3 separate regions of the Mus musculus genome follow, and all the other regions are linked to region 2. A link is a contact called in public promoter capture Hi-C data. All regions are on one chromosome and are shown on one strand. Each heading gives the region's core, a stretch centred on a gene start, on an enhancer-like site or on the middle of the called end of the contact. The rest is flanking DNA. Distances are from core to core; before and after follow the strand shown.

Evidence for each region. Promoter capture Hi-C pulls out the DNA fragments that hold promoters and counts their contacts.
Region 1: a promoter capture Hi-C map of neutrophils shows a contact between it and region 2, with 3 times the contacts expected there. The contact joins the promoter of Denr here to the promoter of Aldh2 in region 2. A contact is called at or near these places in 2 of 39 promoter capture datasets (neutrophils and pre-B cells).
Region 3: a contact with region 2 is called in a promoter capture Hi-C map of pre-B cells, with 4 times the contacts expected there. The contact joins the promoter of Rsrc2 here to the promoter of Aldh2 in region 2.

The regions. Positions count from the first base shown.
Region 1 is chr5:123,905,986-123,908,685 of GRCm38.p6, forward strand. It overlaps Denr (density-regulated protein), which reads left to right and starts at 1,290. Exons shown (of 8, transcript NM_026603.4): 1 at 1,290-1,381; 2 at 2,115-2,229. The coding sequence starts at 2,124.
Region 2 is chr5:121,592,385-121,595,094 of GRCm38.p6, forward strand. It overlaps Aldh2 (aldehyde dehydrogenase 2, mitochondrial), which reads right to left and starts at 1,440. Exons shown (of 13, transcript NM_009656.4): 1 at 978-1,440. The coding sequence starts at 1,097.
Region 3 is chr5:123,747,836-123,750,663 of GRCm38.p6, forward strand. Rsrc2 (arginine/serine-rich coiled-coil 2) reads right to left here and starts at 1,579. Exons shown (of 10, transcript NM_001005525.2): 1 at 1,454-1,579. The coding sequence starts at 1,459. Kntc1 (kinetochore associated 1) reads left to right here and starts at 1,891. Exons shown (of 64, transcript NM_001042421.1): 1 at 1,891-1,989.

The DNA.
Region 1 (2,700 bases), core at 40-2,539, 2.3 Mb after region 2:
CACACACACACACACACACACACACGAACACTCATCCACACACCCACACACATATATACAGGGTTTCAGGGTTTCTCTGTGTAGCTCTGGCTATCCTGGAACTTGCTCTGTAGATCAGGCTGGCCTCAAACTTAGAAATCCACCTGCCTCTGCCTCCTGAGTGTTGGGATTAAAGGTGCATATCACCCACCATGCTTAGCGAAATGTACATCTTTGCTGTGTGGGGTTTTTTTTTCCAGTCTGTAGATTAAACCCAGAGCCTTGTACGTTCAACACAAATGCCCTACGCTTACAGGCCAACAGCTTTGAACTTTGTAGACTAGGTTGGCCTAAAACTCAGACATTGGCCTGCCTCTGTCTCCCAAGTGTTGGGATTAGGGCTGGGCCTGTAACTCAAGGCAGAGCTCTTCTGTAGCATTCACAAAACCCTGGGTTCAATTCCCGGCACCAAAGGAAAGTTCCGGGAGGGGGGCCATATTTGGGTAGCTTAGTTCATGAAGGTGATGTTAAAAGCAAAAACGCAATGGTCTTTCTACCAGGCCCTTTCTGAGCTCCGAAAGTGTCCCAGTGCTATTCCTGTTTCACAAGTGGGACTTGGGCTGAGTATGCAGATGAAGGGATTTCCCCAAACTAAAAACAAGGAAGCAAAATTTAGACAAGGACCCGTGTGGTTAAAACCAGAAATCCTGAGACCGGATGGGAAAATCCCCGTTATAGAACACGTAGAAGGTGAAATATGCAAAAAGGAGCATATGGGAACAGTCGTCAGCCTGATGAAATAAATTCAAACAGTAATTAATATGACCTTTGCACGAGTAATTCCTATTTAGGGAATCGGAATGAAATAAAACCCTATGTCTCATTCAGCCACCATCTCTACGCCGTGGGGTGACTTATGCATCAGGCTAGTTAGTGGTTAGTCGGGACACTAGGATGTAGCCCAGACACTGGGGCAAGGCTGCCCACATCATTAATAGAGAGTCACCTGTGACTCAAGAACCTCTGCGCCAGTCCAGTCCACGCCCCACTGCGCAGGGACAGCCTGAGCCGCTGGCTCCCCCTTTGCCAATGGATAGCCAGCGCCCCCTACCGTCCGGCCGCCTCTACGCAACTCGGTCCCGTTTCCCCACCCCACACCCCTTCCCCCGGGCTCCACGCATGGGCGCATGCTCCTCCCTTTTTGGGCCCCGCCCACCCCGGCACGGTGGCGTCTCGCGACATCCTCCTAGCGGCTGGCCGGGGATATCGCGATAAAGGCTCATTGTCTCGCGCGAGCGCGCCCCAGCAGCGAATTTCGGGGCAGCCGTGGCCGGGAAGAGGAGTTGCATGTGTCGCTTCAGCTGGCGGGAGCGGAGGCGGCGGGGGCCGTGCGACCGGCTGGGTAATGAGCGCTCTCATTCGCGCTGCTGCGGCGGCCTCCCCGGGAGCTGGCGGCGCTGCCGAGGCGGCCCAGGCGCTGCCTAAAGCAGGAAGGGGGCCGGGCCGGGCGTCTCCACGCCCGCCCACATGGGGGCCTCCTGTGGAGTCCCCGGGATGTCCCCCTTAGCCCAGCCTTCCAGCGGGCTACCTGTCCTTTTCCCCAGGCCTGGCCCGATTTCCCCTCCCCAGGCTGTGGCATTGCCGTCCTTGTCCCTGGCTTGGTCTCTTTTCGGGATTTTGCTGTCGCCGCACCTTGCATTCTGGGCACCTCGAGTGACTTCGTCCCTGTCGTGCCAAGGTGTCCATAGCCTTTTAACTGCAGGCTGCATCCCTCCCATAGCAACCTCAGACCTGCCCCGTCTCTGTTGAAGCCACCAGCCCAACTCTGTCCCCCTTACTGCTTCCTCTTTTCCTCTGGTGTCCCTTTTTGCCCCTGCCCCAACACAGCCTTCATGGCCCCATTTAATTCTCGCTTCCCTGTAAACCCGTGGATGCAGGTAGATGAGGCTCCAGTTGATCATCAGTGACTCTAATGAGACTTCGTGTCCTTCTTTTAATAGACTCAAAACAGCTTTGGTGTTTGGGGGATACACAGTGGAAGCTAAGACTGCACCCCACCCCCAAGGCTGCTTATTTGGGGGGCGGGGGTCGAGCTTCTCAGATAGTGAAGTCGTGTGTGTCATTCTTGTTTCCAGGTTTGTGAGATGGCTACTGACATTTCTGAATCCAGCGGGGCGGATTGCAAAGGCGATACGAAGAACAGTGCCAAGTTAGATGCGGATTACCCTCTTCGAGTCCTTTATTGTGGAGGTAAGTGTTGGAACGACTGGCTCGCTGGTTTTTATACCTGATATTGATAGTTTCACATTTGGTCGTGTTCGCTCCCCCAACTGTCTTGGTTGTTGGGTGGATTCTTAGTTGAAGAGGGGGGGAGCCTAGTGAGGACCCATGGGTTGGTAGATGACTCCTTCTTTTCCAGGGTCACTTGGGTCTTGCGTCCTGGCCTGGAGGAGTTTCCTGGCCAATTGAAGTAGAGAGATACCAGGAGCCTGATCCCAGCCTGACTGGTGTTCCTTTGTAAGGAAAGCTTGTTGGAAGCTAAGGAGCCTTGGGGATAGTGAAGGATGGAAGAGCTAAGGTACAGAATCCTAAAGGAAATGAAGCAGGGCCTGGAGCTGTTGCTTGGTGGCACAGCACTTGTCCAGACAGTTCAAAGCCTCTACATTCAGTCCCAGTACTGGAGTGAGGAGGGGTCTGGGGGGAGCTTGATGTCTGACTAGA
Region 2 (2,710 bases), core at 190-2,689:
GAACCCAGACTTCACCTTAACTTGGCTCTTTAGGAACCTGACCAGACCTCAGTCTCTTGAGCTGTGTAGTGGGGATAGTTATAGCATCAAACTCCCAGTTCTAAAGCTTATGGGTTAAAGACTGAATTGTTTAGGACGCTGCCCTGCACAAAGGTTGGGGGAGGGGACTTTTGGGGAACCCGGACTGCAGCTCACACCAAGTGCCAAGTGCACGAGGCCCTGTAGTATCAAGAGACATGGGATCACTGTCGCCCAGCACTGGGAAGCCTGGGGCAGGAGAATTACAAGTTCAAGGCCAGCCTGGACAACTTAGTGAGATCCTGTTTCAAAGAAAAAGTAGAGAGAAAGCTGAAGACCGGAGGTGGTAGCTGCGTGTCTGGCCTGCACAAATCCAAAGTGGGGTGGGAGTGGCTGACGGAAGAACACAGAATTCCGGGCCAGCCTTGGCTACAAAATGAGATCTTCTTTCAAAATAACACATCAAGATATCAGCCCTGACTGCTTTCCCATTTTACAGAAGAGGGCAGCCAAGTCCCACTTGTTGCACAAACAAAAAGAATACTTCACAACCACGTTCTTTCATGTGATTCCAGACTTTACCAAAACTCAAAAAGCTAAGACAACATTCCAAAGTCCCGGTTGGGTAAGAGCGGCCACAGAGGGGTCCTGACCCAGCTTTTGCTTCTGAACTCTGGCTCAGGTCTGCGTGAATCGGGTAGGGGTGTATGGGAGGTCTCGCAGAGAGGAGCTGGGACGGCTGGGCCTTCCTGGGTGAACCCGGACCGCGCGGGGAAGGAGCAGGCTGCATCGATGCGGGGTAAAGAGGCCCAGGACTGTCCCAGGCCGAGAGGCGACACACTGCGGCCACATGGGCAAGGGAAGACGCGCGCAAAGATCGCTGGGCGCGGAGGGGAAACTGAGGCCGCGTCGCCCGCTCCGTCCCGCCCTAGGGCCCGAGGAGGCGAAGTGAGTCTCACCTGGTTGCAGAAGACCTCAGGCTGATGGTTGGGGGCTGGCACCGCGCTGGTGGCGGCGGCGGACAACAGGCGGCTCAGGCGCGGTCCGCGGCGGACAGTGGTGAGTGCGGCGCGCAGCATGCTGAACTGAGCGGAGCTTAACTGACCCGAACTGAACTGAAATGGGCGAGCCGAGCCGAACGGAGCCGAGAGAAGCCTTGCCGATCGGAGGGCGACTGCAGCGTTGAAGAACAAGTCCTCGCCTCCGCCCCCTGCAGCCGCCAATGGGAGGCGGAGACACGGGGGCGTGGTCAGGGAGTCCCAGCCCCTCACGGCCTAAGGGGCGCGACCCCTGGCTCCCAAAGCCAAGTCAGAGATGGAGTTTGCAGAACCCTGAGAAAGCCTAGCCAGAGTGGTGTGCGCTCCTAGCAGGGTGGCTGGCGCCTAAGGCTCACATCTGTGCAGATATGGCGGCGAAGAGAATTCATGAATGCGGTTATTCCATGAACAGCCTGGGACTGGGCACTTGAGGTGCAGGACGTCATTGGCTAGAAAGAGACGTGGACGCCTGGTCACTTGTGTGCCTTTCAACCAGGTGAACGCATCACTAGGCTAAGGAGATGGTGAGAATCTTGGCAGGGGCTTCTGGGTAGTGCAAAGAGAAGTGTTTTGAAACCCAGGAGCCCCAAACTGGGTGGAGCCCTTGGAAGCTGAGGCCCAGCCTGTTTCTGAAGCACCCAGAAGGAGGAGACTGCTGTGTATGAGCATCGCCCTGCTTTGGTGACTCGAAGGATATTGTCACCCGCGCTGTAATAGCCAGTGACCAGACAAGGTGTCTGGGCGCGTTTCCTCGTGTGCCTCTCATTTTAGCACCGGACAGCTGAAGTTGTTCCGGACTCCGCACCGTTAGCACAAAACATGAGGAAAAAAGCATTTAAGGACCTCACAGGCTGGTCACATGACCCACCGTAGGTGCAAAGGAATCTGGGAAACTGAGAACGCTGTTGGGAGAAATTAAAAAGGAGCCACTGAGCAGACTTCCAGATTCCCCCCGGGGGTCTGCACATACAGAAATCCAAAAGATATGCTCGAATTTCATATCTCCCTGGAGACTGTGCAGCTCTGTATTAGTCAATCAGGTCAGAATGAAAGCTTGGCTCAGAGAGACACACAGGACCCCTTTGTTTTCAGAATTAAAAAAGAAAAACAGCAGAAAAATGGGTCTGGGTCTTTAATCTCAGCATTCAGGAAGTATTTATTTTATGTTTATGAGTACACTGTAGCTGTACTGATGGTTGTGAGCGATCATGTGGTTGCTGGGAATTTGAATTCAGGACTTCTGCTTGCTTGCTCAGGTCGGCCCCGCTGGCTTCAGTCTAAAGATTTATTTATTATATATCTAAGAACACTGTAGCTTTCTTCAGACACACAGAGGATGTCAGATCTCATTACTGATGGTTGTGAGCCACCATGTGGTTGCTGAGATTTGAACTCAGGACCTTTTGAAAAGCAGTCAGTGCTCTTAACCTCTGAGCCATTTCTCCAGCCCTAGCATTCAGGAAGTAGAAGCAAGCAAATCTCTAGAAAGCTCGAGGCCAGCCTGGTGGTCTACATATGAGTTCCGGCTAGCCATCAATATATACATACATACATATATATATGTATATATATATATCCCTTCAAAAGTTTCACCTGCAGGGGCCCTCTGGGTGTGTTTGCTTGTTCTGCGTGGCAATTCGCCCTTGTGCAGAAGT
Region 3 (2,828 bases), core at 329-2,828, 2.2 Mb after region 2:
GATACTAGGCCAGCTCTCTGGAGGATTACGTTTACAGTGGACGACACTGCAGAAAGCCAATAACTGAATTTATCTCACTTAAAATAATGGAACACAAGGAAAATAATACCATTCTTTTTTTTTCTTTTTTTTTTTTGGTTTTTCGAGACAGGGTTTCTCTGTGTAGCCCTGGCTGTCCTGGAACTCACTCTGTAGACCAGGCTGGCCTCGAACTCAGAAATTCACCTGTCTCTGCCTCCCAAGTGCTGGGATTAAAGGCGTACGCCACCACACCCGGCAAATAATACCATTCTTGAAGTATACTAAGAGGCCCAAGACACTAATCCCACAATTTAAAAAAGCTTGCCTACTCTTTGAAAAGTCAAAAAAAAAAAAATCATTCTAAATTCATCTAGAAAGAGGGTAGTGAGATGCAGAAAAACTACCTGTACCATTCTAATTTCAAATACTCCAACTATCAGGAAAAGTAAGCCTTATTTGCAATATGAAGTTAAAACCTGTCAGTAAAAGGAAATACAGAATGCTTACAAGAATATTTTCTTTCGAAAACCAGAAACAAATTATCACAGGCTAATATGATTCATTAGCAATGAGCATAGTATATATCCAGGGCAGGCTTCCTGTTCAGGTCTCTTAGATACGGCTTCCATTTGGTTCAGGAAGGGGGTCTTAAACAATGCTGCGGTTCTCAAAGGTTTCGGAGTTCGGGGGCAGCATGGCCTACAGAGCGAGTTTCAGGACAGCCAGGGCTACAGAGAAACCATGCCTCAAAAATAAAAACCCCAAAAAACAAAAAAAAACCAACCCCCCCCAAAAAAAAACCTCATAAATCGCTTTAAAACATAAGGGACTGGAACTAGATAGACTTTTTTTTCCCCTCTTTAAGTGAATCCCAGTTTCAACCAATAAGGTTCGCAAAACTAGAAGTAGCCCTATCACTGAGGGATCGCTCAAAGATAAATAAACAAACAAATAAAAAGACTGTGTCCTCCTACACTGCGCCTTAAGGAGCCTGCCTTTTGACCCGATGCGTCCCAGAGGATACTTCTGGTCTTTTTTTCCTTTCCGGTCAAATGCGATAAAGCGCCAAGCATGAACGCAGAAGCCTTAGGAAACGCAAAGCCTAACACCAGTCTGGGTCAAAGAGCTAAACCCCACAGTTCGGTGGGCTTCTGGAGAAATACTGGGTCAGGGAAAATGATGAGGAAAGTTCTGGAGAGGGAAAGAAAAAACCAAGCCATTCCCTGCGGCTCCCCACCCCCAGCCAGACGGCCTTACCTCCCCCTCCCTGCAGCAGGAAGCCATGATGGCGAGCGCAGCGAGCGGCCGCGGCGCCATCTTGTCCACACACAGGCACGGACAACAGCCCTGATGAGCTGGTCGCCCACTCTGTGTTAAAGAAACAAACAAACAAAAAACCCAGCCTGGCCTTCGAGCTCCACTTAGTACCTACCGCCATTATTTTTTTGAGTCCCGGCCGCTAAGGCGGCGCCTCTGCTTGCCCGCACTCAACAGTACTGGCCGCCTCGAAGCTTCGCCACAGACTGAATCTCTTGCGCGAGAGACCCGGATGGCACAAGAAAAAAAAAAAAAAAAAAAGGGGATGAGGCCGGGCCAGGCGCGCAGCTTGCTGGGAGAAAAAGTGGGTGGCGATAAGAGTTTCTATAACAACGCGGTTCGAGGCGGTGATTGGTTAGTCTCTCGAAGGGCGTGGCGTGAAGCCTACGAAGTGGGTGGGGCCAAGGATACCTCCCAGAATGGATGCTCGGTATCGGGAATTCAATTTAGTTTAGGGCGGGGCGGTTTCCGCGCTCAATTTTGAGCCAAGTTTGGCCTGCTCCGGCCTCCGTAAAAGGGGTTGAGCACGGTATTCTCCCGCCAATTCAAATCAGTGGCAGGGAAGGTAAAATGAGTAGGGGCGGTTGTGTCCGTCGGGAAGAAGTGTGAGACACTTGAGAATTCTCTTTTTAATTTCGTCAGCTGCTGCAGGTGAGACGTCAGCCTTGCGGCTCGATGGGAGCGGGAGGAGTGTTAGGTGGAACCAGCAGGGGGCTTCAGTCCGTCTCTGGGTTTTATCGATCTCTAGATGATGGCGGGAGAAAAAAATTAGAGAGGATTCTAGATGGCAGGCCGTCTGAGTTTTCGTGGATATAGCTTCATCGATAGTGTTTCATCTGATTCATGACCTTGTATTGGCTCGTCTGTTTTTTTTCCGCACTCGGTGATGTCAAAATCTGTTTATCACCTGTTTGCTCTCTTTCACCAGAAGAAAGTGTAGTCTTAAACGGGGCAGTGGTGGCGCACGCCTTTAATCCCAGCCCAGCATTCCGGAGGCAGAGGCAGGCGGATTTCTGAGTTCGAGGCCAGCCTGGTCTACAGAGTGAGTTCCAGGACAGCCAGGGCTACATAGAGAAACCCTGTCTCGAAGGAAAAAAAAAAAAAAAAAAAAAAAACCAAAACCAAAAAAACCCAAATACTTGACACAGTGTTCAACCATTTTGTCGTTGTTGTTCCCTCAAGACTATAAACCTCAGGGTTGGGAATGTTAAGTCAGTTGGTAGAGTGCTGAATAACTGGTCTAGCCTGTGGTCTGAGTCCAGACTCACAGAGCTTTGTCCTGTCTTTGCCTCCCAAGTACTAGGTTAAAGGCCAGTCTGGCTCAGAACTCAGAGATCCACCTGCCTCTGCCTCCTGAGTGCTGGGATTTAAAGTCGTGTTATGTTCTTAGCAGGAGCTCTTTTCCTTTATTCATTACATTCCTAGCCCAAATGTTATCTGCTTCCAGATAGCATATTATCAGACAATTCAAATAGAGTCCCAGGAACCAT